Linked DNA regions of Mus musculus: region 2 is linked to region 1. The links are chromatin contacts, called in public Micro-C maps. All regions are on one chromosome and are shown on one strand. Each heading gives the region's core, a stretch centred on a gene start, on an enhancer-like site or on the middle of the called end of the contact. The rest is flanking DNA. Distances are from core to core; before and after follow the strand shown.

What was found. A called contact is a pair of places that touch in the nucleus more often than the background predicts.
Region 2: a Micro-C map of the G1E-ER4 cell line shows a contact between it and region 1, with 2.9 times the contacts expected there. The contact joins two enhancer-like sites. A contact is called at or near these places in 19 of 484 Hi-C or Micro-C datasets (the G1E-ER4 cell line, the HL-1 cell line, cortical neurons and 3 more), 1 of 115 datasets of contacts at active chromatin or transcription factors (bone marrow-derived dendritic cells) and 3 of 9 other capture datasets (embryonic stem cells, liver and pancreatic islet).

What each region holds. Positions count from the first base shown.
Region 1 is chr11:72,923,212-72,926,200 of GRCm38.p6, forward strand. It overlaps Zzef1 (zinc finger, ZZ-type with EF hand domain 1), which reads left to right. Exons shown (of 55, transcript NM_001045536.2): 55 at 1,426-2,989. The coding sequence ends at 1,506. Among named protein-coding and RNA genes, the nearest start is that of Gm34704, 16 kb to the right of the region's middle. Within about 2 kb of position 1,375, at least 39 of the 459 cell types and tissues checked have an H3K27ac peak or open chromatin away from gene starts, as enhancers often do. A contact at or near this core is called in the G1E-ER4 cell line, where this site is marked.
Region 2 is chr11:73,107,815-73,110,857 of GRCm38.p6, forward strand. Itgae (integrin alpha E, epithelial-associated) reads left to right here. Exons shown (of 31, transcript NM_008399.3): 3 at 2,692-2,789. Among named protein-coding and RNA genes, the nearest start is that of Itgae, 19 kb to the left of the region's middle. Within about 2 kb of position 1,252, at least 63 of the 459 cell types and tissues checked have an H3K27ac peak or open chromatin away from gene starts, as enhancers often do. A contact at or near this core is called in the G1E-ER4 cell line, where this site is marked.

The DNA.
Region 1 (2,989 bases), core at 125-2,624:
CTGTGGGTCATGTTCCTGTGACAGATAACACCCCCTCACTTGCCGGAACTGGGGGTGGGGCTGTGACTTAGAGTTGCATGACAGGTCCAGACCCTGCCAGAGTTTACATGGAGCTCAGCTGCTGTTCAGTCACTTCCTCCTGCTCTCAGAAAGAGCAGGGAGCCTCATTTATCACTGTCACTCATATTAAACTGTGGGGTCAGAAGACACTAGCAAGAATCTGGTCTCTGAAACCAAAACAGCCAGTGCCTTCACTTAACTACTCATTGGCCGATCTTGGAAGTTTCCACAGATTTAGATTCTAGATATTTTTGGATTTTTTTGGATGTACTTTGCTTCCCTGGCTAGAAAACTCCTCTTCTGACAGCTGTGCTTCTAAATGATAGAGGACCCAAGAAACCCTGTATACATCAGTGTGCATCATTAGAGGTTAGACTTAAGTGTCTAAATTAGAACAGTAATTAAACATTTATGTATCAATTCAATCTTTAAGACAGTAAACACATTTCATGTTAATGTGTTTTGGGAAAAATCTCTTCAAAACAAAATAATATTGAGGATGGCGGCCCTGGCTCCATTTTTGCAGACTTCTTTAATGTCTGGGTCAACAAAAGCTGGACTCTTGTACTCATCTGCCCTGTACTCATCCTGGAGAAAGAAGTGTTGTGCTCTACTATAGCAGACAGACAGCTGGGGGATCTCCAGCGCTCATAGAACGTTTCTCAGCTAGGCATCCACCTGGGACTCTTCCCAGAGCCTAATCCTTCAAGGAAGGCTCTATGTGGAAGGTTAGAAGTGTTTTGCTCGGAACTGGGGCTCCCCTACTAAAGCAGGGGAAAGAGCAGGTGGGGCTGCTGAGGTCTCTTAGCAGCCAGCTGCACTGGCTACTACGGCCCTTGCTTTCTTGATGTGCTATAAGAGATTTTGATGTGTGGTGAGCACCAGCTTTCTCTCCATGGGCTTGACTGGCCCTCATGCTTGCCCATGCATATCTCATCCCCCTTCCCCTGTGGCCCTCCCCACAGCTTGCCAGTCTCTTCCCTGAAGTTCTGCCTTCTAGCCATGTCCTTCTGGGACAGCTGCTTTCCCCGCAGTGTTCTGAGCTCCCCATGGGTACTTCTCTAGCACTAGCTGTTCACCTCTTGTGTGAACCTTTGTGCTCCCCTTCTGTTCCTTTCTATGGCTTTCCCAGACCCCTGCTTCAGCAACTAGACTGCTACCACACCATGGCCATGGTTGTTTTATTACTTACCCAGGGTTTTCCTGTGGGCTTTGGTTTTGTTTTCTTTCTCATTCTACTTGTGAGCCACTGGGTAAGGGGGACTACCTCTGGCTCACCTTATCACCCTCCAGCTGAGGAACTTAGACTCAAGGATGAGGAAGTCAGTGGCTCTTGATATTGATAACTGCTCTTTCCCTCCATAGGCTCTGCAGAACATTGCTGCTATCAGCCTGGCCATCAACTACCCAAACAAGGCCACCCGCCTCTGGAATGTTGAGTGTTAGCCTCAGTGTGATATGCATGGACTTGATCATTTGTCTACAGGGGTTTATAGCAGACCTCCAACCTTGCTCAGGAAACCCCTGAAGCCTCTGCACCCAGCTCTCTTTGAGCCCACCCCCTGCTCCCATCTGGCCAAGCAGCCGCCTCATCAAAAAGGCCCACTGCAGGCGCCACATGTCCAAAAAGGCACAGCAGTGTAGAGTGGCTCAGAAAGAGCATCAAGAGGCCTTGGGAAAGTTATTCAGAGAATAGAGACTAGAGGCCAGTCTCCTCCAGGGGAGTCACAGCACTGAAGACCTGGAAGCCGTCTCTGAAAGGATTCTGTCTCCACTGAGTGGGAGCTGCCTAGGCTTGCCATCAGGAGAAGGCACCATCCACCCAGAGCTACCTTTGCAGTAAGACTTGCAGCTTGCAGCAGCAGTGGCCCAGTTGGGACACCAGCCCATAACCAACATGAGCACCTCCCAGCCACCTCCAGTTCCCAAGCAATCTTCTTGCCACAGCTTAGCTGGCCAACTCACAGTGAGAGCAGGTGTCCCTGGGAGCAGCTGGCAGGCTTTGCTTGTCACTGTGCAGCAGCTCCCCGCACACATCTTTGTTCCTTCATTGTTTTAGTTTTCATTTCCCCTCATGGTTTTAGAAGAGAACCACATCGACTCCCTGAGAGGTCCCCTAGGGAATGCCTAGGGGCAAACTGGCATGTGTGGAAGTGACAGAAATGGAGGGGCTCTCCAGCACCTGCAGTGCAGGCAGTGCCCTCAGAGGAGCCTTTGTTCAGGAGTCAGGACACACCTGATTATACTTCTGCTCCAAGGTCATGGTGATCAGCAGCCTACGACCTTGAACCTCCTGCCTGGTTGTTTGGCCATCCCCTGCCTAGCAATAACTACGTTAGTTTTAGTGAAGCTTTTGCGTATTTCCTTCTATGGTTTTAGCATTGCCCTGTGTGCTGATGACCTTTTTCCCCAGAGCCACAGAGTAGGATGCTGGGTCAGCAGCAGGCCGTGGACTTTCAGGAAGAATCCTGAGGCACCTGCTGTTGAAGGGCAGGCATCTGGCCAGAGGCATATCCCACCTCACAGGCAGAATGCAAATAAAAAAAAAAAAAAAAAAGGCTCCTAAGAGCCAGGGCCACATTTGGCTGGCTTTTGCTGTGACCAAGCTTGCCCCTTTGGCCTCTGAAGACTCTTCTGGGAGTTGGCAAAGGACTGCATTGGCAGAACCTGAACCTGCAGGTGTGGGAGCATCTTGTGCAAAGGTGCTATGCCTTCTGGCACCACTTCCTGCCCAGTCATAGAATTAGGTTATCTGATGAACCCCAGCACACAGGAAAAGTGGCCACAGAATGGGAGGGGATGGGTTATAAAAGCAGAAACAAATGGAGTGACCTATGGTCCACCACCCTGACATCAGAGGGAACTTGGTCCAGGTCCCATGGTATTGGACATGGTGTCTGCTGGCCCAGAGGAACCTCTTTCTCACCTT
Region 2 (3,043 bases), core at 2-2,501, 180 kb after region 1:
GAAGAACAGTTAGTGCTTTTAACCGTTGAGCCATCTCTTCAGTCCCTCTGCCTGGTTTTTTAACTCGATATAAATGTTACAACACAATCCTCAAACAGCAGTAAGTCCTCCAGCCCCATTAGTGGTACCGTCTGAGGCTGGAGTTTTTCGTGGTGACAACTGCTCTGATGGTGAGCATGGGGCCAATCCCCCTGGTACTTCTACTCCACAGCCAGGGTGATTTATTTGATCAGGTTTATAAAGGGAGGTTGAGTTTGCATTTTGTTTTCCAAGTTGTTTTCACTACATAAACGGATTTTAGTCAAGTTATCTGTGGCCATTTCCTGCCTCATCATCTTTTACCACTACCCCAGTGGGTCCCTTACCAGCCCTAGGCTCACAATCTTACTGTCCCCTCCCTTAGAGGCCCAAGGGTCAAAGTAGATGGGGGGGTATTTGTGTTTAAAGCTCTCAATGAATAGGGTGCTGGGAGCTGTCAAGAGATGGGGAACCTAGTGGGGCTCCCTGAATACCTGCTAAGGCAGAGGGGCTTGGGGGTTTGCACTGTCAGCAGGAGGAAGTGGTGGAGACAGTTCTGGGTTTCTGAGCCTGCTGCAGGGGGCAGGAAATGCACCAACTGATTGGCCCAGCTCACCATAGAGAAAGGAACAGGCTGATAGCCGCTCTCACATCCAGGGTGAGAGTACTATGCCCCTCACAATTCCCGTACTTTCTGAATTATGGAGTAAGACTGCCAGCTGGGAGAAGGCAGGAGGTGGATGAGACGTCCTGGAGATGTACCCAGTCCAGAGCAGATCCCAGAACCTGGGGATGGCAGCCAATGGCAGCCTCTGGCATAACTGGTCTGTCAGTCTGTGGCTAGCTGGTTTGCTAGTCACTAAGTCAGCAGACCTGGAGGTTGCCAGTCATAAAAGGGTTGGGAGCAACACAGACTGGGCCTTAGGCCACAGGATTGCACATTACGGGTGACCGTCTTGGGGATCTGCAGTGTGCAGTCTGCACAGCTGCATGTGGTGGCCTCTCCAGAGCTCAGAACCAAGATAGAAACAAAGATCAGGCATGGGAGTGGGAATGCAGTAGTTAGGGCGACTGGAGGATTTGAGCTGGTACCTGGGAAGGCTGCTCTGCAGGAGAAGGGAGGAAAAGGCACCACAGGAAGAAACAGGGTGAGCAAAGGGCTGTTCTACGTGCTCTGGGAAGGAACAGTTATGAGCTAATCTACCATTGGGAACAGGAGGAAAGGGACTGGGCCTGGGCCAAGATAGCCTGGGGAGGGAGGCAGAGTTACGGAACAGTGACCTAACTTGGGGACTCGGACACCTACCCCTCTGCCCAATGCCCCAGATCAACCCCTCAGCCGTTGCCTGTACAACCATGCAAGTCATTCAACAAGTGTTTACCAAGCCCTTACACTGTTCTAAGCCTCCGTAATTGTGTGATAAACAAGGAAGACAAGGCTATTGGGGAACTGCTTGGTGGAGGAGATGGATGATAACATAGGGAAATCAGGAAGCAAGCTACGGTCTGGTGGTGACAAGTTCTGAGATGGGAAACGTCAGAGCAGGGTAACTAGAGTGTGAGGTGGGGCCCCTTGGAGACAGCAGCAGGTGTGGGTGGCGGGGGCCCCTTGGAGAAAGCAGCAGGCGTGGGTGGCGGTTGCGCAGAGTACGGAGATGAGGATGAACCAGTTTTAGGGAGTGGAAGGCCAGGCTTCCAGGCAGAAAGGACAGCTGGCAAGTGAGCCTGAGGGGGAAAGGACCAGGACGTAAAGTTGTTAAAGGCCACAGCATACATTGCAGGTCTTTCTCTGAGTGAGCAGGGCACGCTGGAGAGGTAGAGATTGGGCACGCCTTTAATCCCAGCACTTGGGAGGCAGAGGCAGGCAGATTACTGAGTTTGAGGCCAGCCTGGTCTACAAAGTAAGTTCCAGAACAGCCAGGGCTACACAGAGAAACCCTGCCCCTCCTCCTGTGTTATCTTGTCTCCTAGGCCTCCAGAGCCACACCATGGCCTTTCAAAAGCACAGACTAATCATGTGCTTCCCCTTGACAAAGCCCTCCATAGCCTCCTGTCACCACGAAGGCCTGGGACTTGGCTCACAATTACCAGTCTCTGGATCCCCTTCCCTCCCACTATGCTCGCAACTCCAGTCATGGATGCGCAGTCACCCTGAGTCTCAGGCCAGCCAAGTCCCAGGCCCCACGGAGCAGTGTAATAGGGACTGTTTAAGCTGACCCTGTCCTCTGGGAGACAAGAACTTCACAGCAGGATTGACATCTCCTCAAGCTGCCTTCATCAGCTCCCCAAACCTCTACTTCCTAGTCAGGAAATGCTAAGGTCAGATGAGCAATATGTTCCAGTCAGCTTTGCCCTTCAAGGGACTGGCATTCTGGCCTGTGACTTCCTGGTTTCCCCCTTCCATTCCACAGGACAGGAGTCTTTTCTAGTGCTCCAAACAGTTAGGCAGGCAGACAGGGGTTACATTGAACTACTTGGAGCCATGTAGAAGTAGAGGCTCACTAAGTGCTTTCCCAGTAATGCTGAGTCTGCTGGCCTGGGCTAGAAAGCTGTTTGTCATACCCAGGTCTGGGCCTCTTCTTCAGGCAGGAATAGGAAGACTGGGCCTGGACAGGCAAGGAGGTGAAAGGAGATGTTAGCCAGCTTATCTTTGCTGTCTCCTCATCCGCTTAGCCTCCTGGTAGCCAGACGCAGCTCCAACAGGAATACAGCCGCCCTGTATCGATGCGCTATATCCATCAGTCCAGATGAAATTGCTTGCCAGCCAGTGGGTAAGCCAACCCCACCTCCACAGCGTGCTCCCCAGGATACCTTTTAGTAGCCTCACATAATCTCAGCTCAAACTATTCCAATCCCAGTCCTGCCTGATCCGGCCCAACCACTTCTGGCCCCCAGCCCCATAGTGAGCCTTGAACCCCAGTGCCTAGGCTCATGCTATCCACTGTCACAGCCCAGCCTGACTCTCCGGAGACAGTCCTAATGACATATCTGGAGCCAACACTCACTGAGTGCTCGCCATGAGCCT